2 separate regions of the Pan troglodytes genome follow, and region 1 is linked to region 2. The links are chromatin contacts, called in public Hi-C maps. All regions are on one chromosome and are shown on one strand. Each heading gives the region's core, a stretch centred on a gene start, on an enhancer-like site or on the middle of the called end of the contact. The rest is flanking DNA. Distances are from core to core; before and after follow the strand shown.

Region 1 (4,408 bases), core at 1,690-4,189, 200 kb after region 2:
AAATTGGAACGCAGTCAAGAACCAAGAAGTATGAGAGGAGGCCTAACCGAAAGTGCTGTTATCGGTTTCCCATACTGTCAAAGACCCTCTCACAAAGCCCATTTTCTCTGGGTTGTCAGGGTAACGAATTTGGAAACATGCAGCGCACATACTAACAACAGCTAGGAGCCAATGCTTATATAACAAGAGAGGAGATGGGCAGAACTATAAATATAAAGCACAGGAGCCGATGCTCGTAACATTCGCAAAAGTTAAGTTGTTTTCTCGTTAGGAATAAATGTAAGTATATCTTTGTTTTAAAAAGATACTCATAAAAATAGAAAAAATTAAGCATAGGCATCCGAAGAGATAGGCATGAAGGATCTGAAACCTTTGCTAATGAGAAAGGGCACATTCTCCAGCAGTGGTGGACAAATGAGGGGAGGCTGGGGCACTGAGCCTGGCTCCTTACAGCTGTTAGTGTCATAAATACTTTTGCCATGATATAGGTGTCTCCCTTGTTCCCATCTTCTTCTGCTTGCTGCTTCTGGGGGCTTTAAAAATTTTCATGTTTAAGTTAGGGGGCCTGCCACTTTAAGCTAGTCACACTTGAAATATATCCCTTGAAATTATCTAAACTTAATTTCTGGCCATTTTGTTTCAGAAATGCTAACCTCAGGGGGTCTTTGCTCTCTACACTAAAACTTAATCTGTTTGGAACAATTCCATTTCCTCTCTGTAGAAATTGACTGGCCATGGCTCCTGTGAATGATACGGTTGCTATTATCCCTGAACACTGTAAAAATGAACTTTGAAACAGTTGGGTAGGACCCAAACAGAAAATGATGTATGGCTTGGAAATAGTTTAGCTGAACATTATGCTTTAATATTTTACTGGCCATTGCGGCACAGGTTTAGAAATTTATGTTCGGCTTTTTAAAGTTTTATTTTTGTATTAGAAACTTTCTTGCGAACCAAAATAGATGAATCAAGTGTATTTGAATCAATGCTGAAATGTCGTCCACATCTGCGGAATGAAAATCATTAGCCAGTTACTTAAAATTCAGATAAAATGAAACCATCTTACTATGAACTTCATCCAGCTTTCCTCTTCACTAAAGGAAAGAATGCCAAGAATATTTACAAAAATTTATTTAACAGGATTACTGTTTTATTCCAAAAGATTTAAAGAAAATACCAAAACAGATACTAATTGAGCATAAAATAGCACCCAGCCGGGATGGAGTTGAGTATGTCCAAGCATCCACTTTAAACACAAACTCATGATTTCTTGAGTCTGTGTTTGAAAATAGATCAAGCTTTCTCAAAACCTAGTGGGATAATTTCGATTACATGTAAACTATGACCAGAATTTATTGCTGGAAAATTAGGAGTGGATCAGAATATAATACTCCTATCACAAAAAAAAAAAAAAAAAAAAATCACATGCCAGGCACAATGGCTCACACCTGTAGTCCCAGCACTTTGGGAGGCTGAGGTGGATGGATCGCTTGAGCCCAGGAATTCAAGACCAACCTGGACAACATGGTGAAACCCTGTCTCTACCAAAAAAATACAAAAATTAGCTGGGTGTGGTGGCACATGCCTGTAATGCCAGCTACTCAGGAGGGTGAAGTGGGAGGATGACTTGAGCCTGGAAGGCAGAGGTTGCAGTGAGTTGTGATTGTGCCTCTGCAGTCCAGCCTGGGTGACAGAGTCAGACCCCGTCTCAAAAATAAATACATAAATAACAGTGGAAACTTTTTTACATGTGGCTGTAAGAGTATCTTAAATCTGCCTTTTGGAAGAGTTTATTGGTTCATAATGCTTATCAGTAGCCACATTTTAAATGTCTCTATCTCAGACTAGTGTATGGGGGAAAGAAAACATTCAGAAGGATCTGAGTTCCAATCCCAGCTTTGCCTACCACTAGATAGAAGTCTTTAAACAAGTCAGCTAGCTTGTCCATCGAGTAACAAATTTGGACTAGCTATCCTCTCAGTTGTCTTCTGTCTCCAGGATTATATGATTCCTTTGGAGATTATCATTATAATTCTTAAATCTATCAACTTTTGGAATATATTTCCAAACATGGATTGATTCACTGAAGTGCCTTTCACTTCATGGAGAAAATAGCGCTAAAGGTGCACAGCACATATTGTCATCTTTCAGAGAGATAGAGAGCAGAAGAAGGCTTTTTAGCTGTAGAGTGTTTAGGGCCCCTGTGGATATGGCCAGGCTGTGCTACCCTAAGTGGGAAGGGACTGTAGAAAGCAGCGCCTCCCCAGCATGAGGCTCCTTCGCTAGTTCACAAAAGCAGCGGTTCTGTCCTGTGCCCTGCTGCCTTCATCAGGCCTTGAAACACAGAGGCCAATGGTCAGCCATTATTTACAGTGGAAATCTGGAAAAAGACTATTTCCCAGGGCTGTCAGCGGACCCTCAGAACCTTCATGAAGATGATGAAAAGTTTCCAAGTCCTGCTGATACTCATACTACAGCTAATCAAGTGTAAATGCTTTACGTTGTTTAACAACAGAAAACATGCTATACTGTTCTGAACTCAACAAAGAAAGAAACCTTTGAATTAAGGCTGAAAAATATCAGAGGGCATTTCAGGCAGGGAAAAAATCCTGTTCTGTGTTTGGGATGTGATTACCCAGAGCCGCCGCCCAGACAGCTTCGAGCTTCTGTCTCTGAAACAAGCAGCCATTGTGTTGCCTTCTTGCCTGCTGCGACATATGCCACGTGCGGGCCATTTTTACAGGCATGTGATGGGTTTCAGTGTCAAGACTGTTGCCCAGTGGGCAAAACCCTCACTTACTTTGGAGGGTTAAAAATGTTGATAAGCAAGAGCTCAGCCTCCTTGTTTTCGTACCCATTTAGATCAGCAGAGACCTCTCTAATGACACTCTTCTCCAGTTTCCCTGAGCTGTGGCAGGAATAATTCCACTCATAATGAGGCGGGTGTCCAGCTTTAACCCTGCATGCCTCTACAGGCGGTCATTTCTTCGACTCTCCTGGCAGCCTCTCCTCTGCTAGCATTCTTCCCATTGTTACGTTTTGCCTAATATTTAACCTCAGTGTTTCCTGCTGTCACTCTGTCTTATTATTCTCATCGACTAAGGATAATTGATCTGTCTTCACTCAGCAACTTCCATTTGCATGTTTTAGGAGTGACTGTGTCATCTCATCTCTTATTTTGTGGTAGACACTCTCCCCTTGTTGTTAAGGCTTTGTATACCTGTGTTCAAAGGGATTACTGGCTGTATTCATCTTCTGTACATATGCTCCAATTTGTCATCCCTCATTATTATTCATGTTGGTACTACACCTGTTTTTACCAAAATGGAATGATTATCTCCCATTTTACATGTAATCCTTTATATTAACACAATTCTAAGCAGTTGACTTTAACGCTGTTGCGTTGTTGACTCATTCACAGTGTGATTCACTACAGTCTCTGTCAAGACAAAGGTGAGATCTGAGTGAGAGAGACTCTTTGCTGGATCATTATGAGCCGTGTCCCTAGCTCTTGAACTGTACCCACTCAAATATTTCTTGTGTGCATGAGCGCACACACACACCCCACTTCACAAGTCAGAGCGTCAAGCTACAGCCTTCATGGGGTAGGTGCATATGGTGATATTTGGAGCATTAAACGGAGTGATTGATACGACACAACTGAATCTGAGTTACAGCTGCATCTGTTAATTGTAACAGATCTCCTGTTTACAAGAGTGGGTGTCTGAAATTTAAGAATTCAAAGACCTGCATGCTTATATTCCTGGCTTCTATTTCTAAAGCCGTTGACATTTAAGTAAATAATTGTTTTTATCTGTTCTATTCTGAGATCCTCAAGTGAAAGACAGATGAGGTATGTGCCCTTTAATTACACATGCCCTCTGAGCATCCTACACAGCCACATTAGGGCAGCCTACTCAGCTACAGTAAATATTCATTTGTGAACTGTAGTGTTCCTGTAAATTTCCTTGATTACAAAATTTGTTTCCTGGGGTTCTTGTTAAAATACTCATCTTTAGTCCTCAGGCTTAGTTGCAATAGTTCCTTCTAGTTACAAGTTTCTTCAGAAATTTCTAGTAATGGGCCCCCCTAGATAGTGGCAAAAAACACGTATTTTATGCCAGAATGGTACTTGGAACTGTTCTGCTGTTATATACTGATAGATTTCACTGAAATCTATCAAGCATAATAGATTCCAGTTATTCCCAGAGGTTAAGAAATAGGGTATTCTGAGTAATTTGAGTTTTCTGGAATAATTACCGTATGTACCATTCAAAGATGGACAGTCTTTATAAGTGTATAATTGCTTCTTTGTGCATGTAGTAAGCTTTAGGAAATGTGTATCGAACTGACTAGAGCTGGAAGGACCCTTAGAGATTACCTTGTCTAAAGAAGAGGAAACCGAAGC
Region 2 (4,466 bases), core at 565-3,064:
GCTGCCGCCTGTGGCGACCCGGCCGCCGCCGCCCCCAGCCCAGACGGCCAACTTACTCCGGAGCAGGCGGACCCCGCGAGCCCGCGGTCCTCTCTTCCCGCCTTCCCGCCGCCTCTGCTCCCCCAACCTGCGCGCCGCTCAGTTCCAGGTTCGACTCCACGCCGGCCCCAAATCAGTGCCTGCGCCCCCTCACCTCCCGACCCCCTCCCGGCGCCGGGAGAAGTTTCCAGCCGCGGCCGGACTGGCCAGGAGTTTCTCTGTGCAACTCACAGGCTCCCAGTTTGCAGAGAGATGGGAGGGCACGGGATGGGGGTGGCTCTAAGCGGTGGCGGTGGAATTGGGGTGGGGGAGAGGCGCGGGAGCAGGGTTAGTTTCCTTTTCCGAGACACATCCGAGCACCCTTGCAACATCCCTCCCCGACACACACACACACATACACACACACACACACACACACACTCTCACACACACACACACACACACTCTCACACACACGACGGAAAGGACCCGGGGGAAGCCGGCCAGAAAGACAAGCTACCCCTTTAAGATGCTGCTAAGAACGCACCCTCACACACCCCTCTGGGGCGACTCCAGTCCTCAGCTCGTAGCAGCCGCCACCAAACAACTTTTGCATCCGAGCCTTTGCCGGGCCGCTGTAAGTGGCTCCCGGGCCCGGGCAAGCCTGCATGGTCACCGAAGCCCTTTAAAAATGAAACCAGCCTGGCCAAGCTGCAGCCTCTCCCCTCGCCCGCCTCCCGGGCTCTCCCCGCCCGCCTTACCCCGGCTCGGAGCGGCTTCCCGGCGCGGAGACCCGGGAGGGCCGAGGACCGCCACCCTCCGGCGCTGCGCCTCCCCCCTCGGGCTGGCGCTGGGTGGGGGCGCGGGCCGAGGGCTGCGAGCCGCTGCTCCTTCCCCGCGCCGCTCCCGCCGCTGTGGCCGCCGCCGCCGCCGCCGTCAGATCGGGGCCGGGGAGCCCTCCGGCCGCCGGGGGGGCCGCCCGCAGCCGTCCCGGAGACGCGGGCCGGGGGAGGGGGCCGCCCGCGCCGCCCGCATCGCCCGCCCGGGCTGAGCGGGAGGTCGCCGCTAACAAGTGCAAACTTTTTGGCCCCCCTGGGCGGCCCGGGGAGGACCCGCGCTCGGGCGCCGGGCAGCCCCCGGCCCGGGTGGGCTTCGCGGCGTCTCGTCGGGGAGCCGGGGCATCCCCCCGGCGCGGCGCGGGCCAGATGGCGGGCGCTTCACTGCCCCCCTGCACTCCGCTCCAAGTTAATGCCGAGGCTAAATCCTCTTGCCATCACTCACGATCACCATCGGGGCTTTTATCTCTCGGTCTGATCCGGGCTGCGTAACTTCCTCTGTGTGGCTTTAACACACCATCCCACCACGGAGCAACGGTCTTCTTAAAGGTGCAGGAAGGAAATATTGCGCGGCTCGGGGGACGCGCCACGGCCCGGGGAGGGGCGCGGCGAGCAGGGGCGTCCCGGCGGGCCCGTGGCCAGGGTGGCCCCGGCAGCCTCTGGGGGGTCGCTGCCTAAACATCGCCTCCCGGCCCGGGGGCCAGCGGGTCCCTGCGCCCAGAGCGCATCCTCAGCCGGCTCCGGTCAGGCGCAGCCGGGCTGCAGCTTCCTTTTCCAAAACCCGGGGGCCTGCCGGGGTGCCAGCGCCCATGGGTGTGGGGGCTGCCCCATCGGCACGAGGGAGGGGGGCCAAGTGAGTCAGTTCCCCCACCCCCCACAGCCAAGGGCTCAGGGCTGCTCCTCGGTCTCTCTCTGTGAAGTGCTGCCACCCAGAAGGCCCCAAGCAGTGGGTACCGGGGTGGGTGGGTGGATTTGGGGAGATGGGGAGGGGGAGCGATCTGAGCGCACAACCAGAGCCTGAATACCAGCTGACACATCGCCGCCTCCACCCTGATGGGCCCTGCTTTTGACGAAGCCAAGCCAGCTCTGCAGGGAGTGCAGAGTAGTGGGGCAGGAGGGGCCTGGCTGAGGGTTTCTCTGTCTCCCTCCCCTGCAAGCATGGGAGGCAGGTGTGGGAGGGCTCCGGTAGCAGCAGCCCCGGGCAGAGGCCACCGAGTTGGCAATATCACATCCGGCAGCCCTGGGATCTCTGACCCCCGGGAGGTTTCCTGCCAGCCTGCCTCCGAGGGCTTCTGGGAGAGTTTCCACATCTTCCAGAAGCACATGTGGTTTTCGGACACTCCTGGCCTCCTGGGGTGGGCTCACTGCAGCCTTGAGCAGCCAGCACTGTCATTTGGATCCATCAAGAACAAAGGGCCTGAGGACAGACAGAGAGAGAGGCAGAGAGAGAGAGAGACCAGCCCAAGGTCACAGAGGGTGTTGGGAATGGAGCAAGACATGGCACCTCAGTGCCCCGCCCTGCTGCCACCCTTCACCTCCACCTTAACCCTTCCCTGTTCTCAGCTGTCCTGAAAACTGGAGACGGAGTTATACTGCTGAATAATATTTGGAATCTTGTGACAAAACAGGAAGAGGATGCGGAATTAAAGACTGTCATCTGCTGTAATAATAATAATAATATATTTATTGAACACCTGTTTTATGCCAGACTCCATGCAAACCAGGTTGTGTGCATTATTCACTGAATCTTCGCCAAAGCCCTGTGACTTCACTGCTAGTAGCAAAGCCTTAAGTTAGAGATGTTAGATAACTTGCCCAAGGTCACATAGCTAAGGATTGTGGCCAGGGAGGCAGGGCTCTTGGGTTTCTGGGTGATGCTCTGTCACTGGCCTGGCTGGCTGGTGAACTTGGAACATGGCCCAGACTGCTTTGGGGCTCAGTTTCCCCATATGTGAGATATGAACGGTAAATCCTTCTTTTTTCAAAGAGGGGTCAAAACAGGGCCACTGTGTGCCTCTACCTGCACATGCTCTCAGATGCCTACCACTGGAGATGGGCCTGTCTCACCAAGCAGCCCAGGAAGGCAGACATGGGCCCGCCCCTGGTTACCTGTTCTATGCAGGAGGAAGCTCCCTGGGAGAAGAGAACAGATCTTGGTGGTTTGATTTTTAAGCATTCAGCCTGCAGGCAGCAGTGAAGGGCAGGGTGTGGGGCTCCTGCACAGGGTGAGTGATGACCAGGGTCAGCCCTCAGCCTGCTGTCACCCCAGGGCATGGTCATCAATCCCTGGGAACCGCCCTGCTCCTCCATCATCACTGTGGACTGGATGCTGTCAGGAATGGCCAAAGAGATGGAGGGGCTGCTTCTTACTTGTAGTTCATCTAAACACAGTGGAGGAACCAGGGGTGCCTCCTCCCTAGCACTGCCAGGATGGTTTCAGTGACCCATATGCAAAGATATGTGCCACTAGAAACAATTTTTAACATGCCTCCCCGCCAGCCCCCACCTCACCAATACTCCCTGCCTCTGCAACAAGCTGATGCCAACAGGCTTTTTTCGGGGACCTATGCCAGAAGCTGTCTTCTGGTTTCCTCATTTCCAGACCCCAGGATAATGGAAAGAGCACCGCACTGAGAGTTGGGATAATGGGCTTTTCTTGGCTCAGCCCTTACCACGCTGTGTGGCTGGGGGAGATCCCTTCCCTGCTCTTGGCTTCAGTTTCCCCATCTGCACGATGAGGGGATTTGTCCAGGAGGGTGGTCCCTCTGCTATGATCCTGAGTTGACCGCACTCCACAGCAGCCTCCAGGAGACGATGTTCCTTTCAAGTGAACCATAAAGCACTTATTTTCCAAGATAGGGAACAAATAGGATTTCAGCCTTGTGGGGACCAGGTGGTTGATGGACGTTCATTTTTAAACTGCATTAAGGTACCTTCTGACAAATGACCTTTTTCTGGCAATGAAAAGAAGCTGAGCACCAGGGGCAGGAAAGTGTTAATGAATCTCCCTGAAAATAACCGCTGGCTCCCCTCTCACCAGCAGCCTAATCATCCCCTTCACTGGTGGGATTTTGGCTCCAATGCACAGTTTTAATTTGAATTGTGTATGTGGAATTTGCTATCAAAAAGCATCTGCAGAACAATGCATTTAATTTTGTTCCATCTATATTTTTGAAAAGGATTTGTATATAACCATACATATATATGATTATATACATATGATTGTATATAAGTCCACTATATATATGGACACATCCATTATATATGTGGACAATGAAGACATACACCAAAGTATGAACAGGGGAGATGAGGGGGGACCGATGTGCTTTATTATAGATATCCTCTCTGGGTTGCCTGACTCCTTTACAATGAGGAAATTTGCATGGTGTAGATGAGTAACAGGAAATTATAAAGTCACAAGCAAAAATAATCTACTAGCTTTGTAACAAGAGGTAACAGATGAGGTCCAGGCCCTCTGGGGACTTCCAAGAGAAGGCAAGTCCTGATGCAGACAGACAGACAGACAGAAGAAATGAGCTCACATTGCTGATTTAAGTCAAGTGCAAGCTCAAAGGACACCCCCTACCAAGTTCTCACCCCTCTCCTCGCTCA

Evidence for each region. Hi-C and Micro-C count contacts between places; a contact is called where the count stands out from the background.
Region 1: a contact with region 2 is called in a Hi-C map of stem cell-derived neural progenitor cells, with 1.8 times the contacts expected there. The contact joins the enhancer-like site here to the promoter of NTNG2 in region 2. A contact is called at or near these places in 1 of 7 Hi-C or Micro-C datasets (stem cell-derived neural progenitor cells), 1 of 1 datasets of contacts at active chromatin or transcription factors (stem cell-derived excitatory neurons) and 1 of 1 other capture datasets (stem cell-derived neural stem cells).

The regions. Positions count from the first base shown.
Region 1 is chr11:6,496,677-6,501,084 of NHGRI_mPanTro3-v2.0_pri, forward strand. All of the region lies in intron 3 of MED27 (mediator complex subunit 27), which reads left to right. Among named protein-coding and RNA genes, the nearest start is that of MED27, 120 kb to the left of the region's middle. Within about 2 kb of position 2,940, at least 10 of the 24 cell types and tissues checked have an H3K27ac peak or open chromatin away from gene starts, as enhancers often do. A contact at or near this core is called in stem cell-derived neural progenitor cells and stem cell-derived neural stem cells, where this site is marked.
Region 2 is chr11:6,297,439-6,301,904 of NHGRI_mPanTro3-v2.0_pri, forward strand. NTNG2 (netrin G2) reads right to left here and starts at 1,815. Exons shown (of 11, transcript XM_063788131.1): 1 at 1,300-1,815.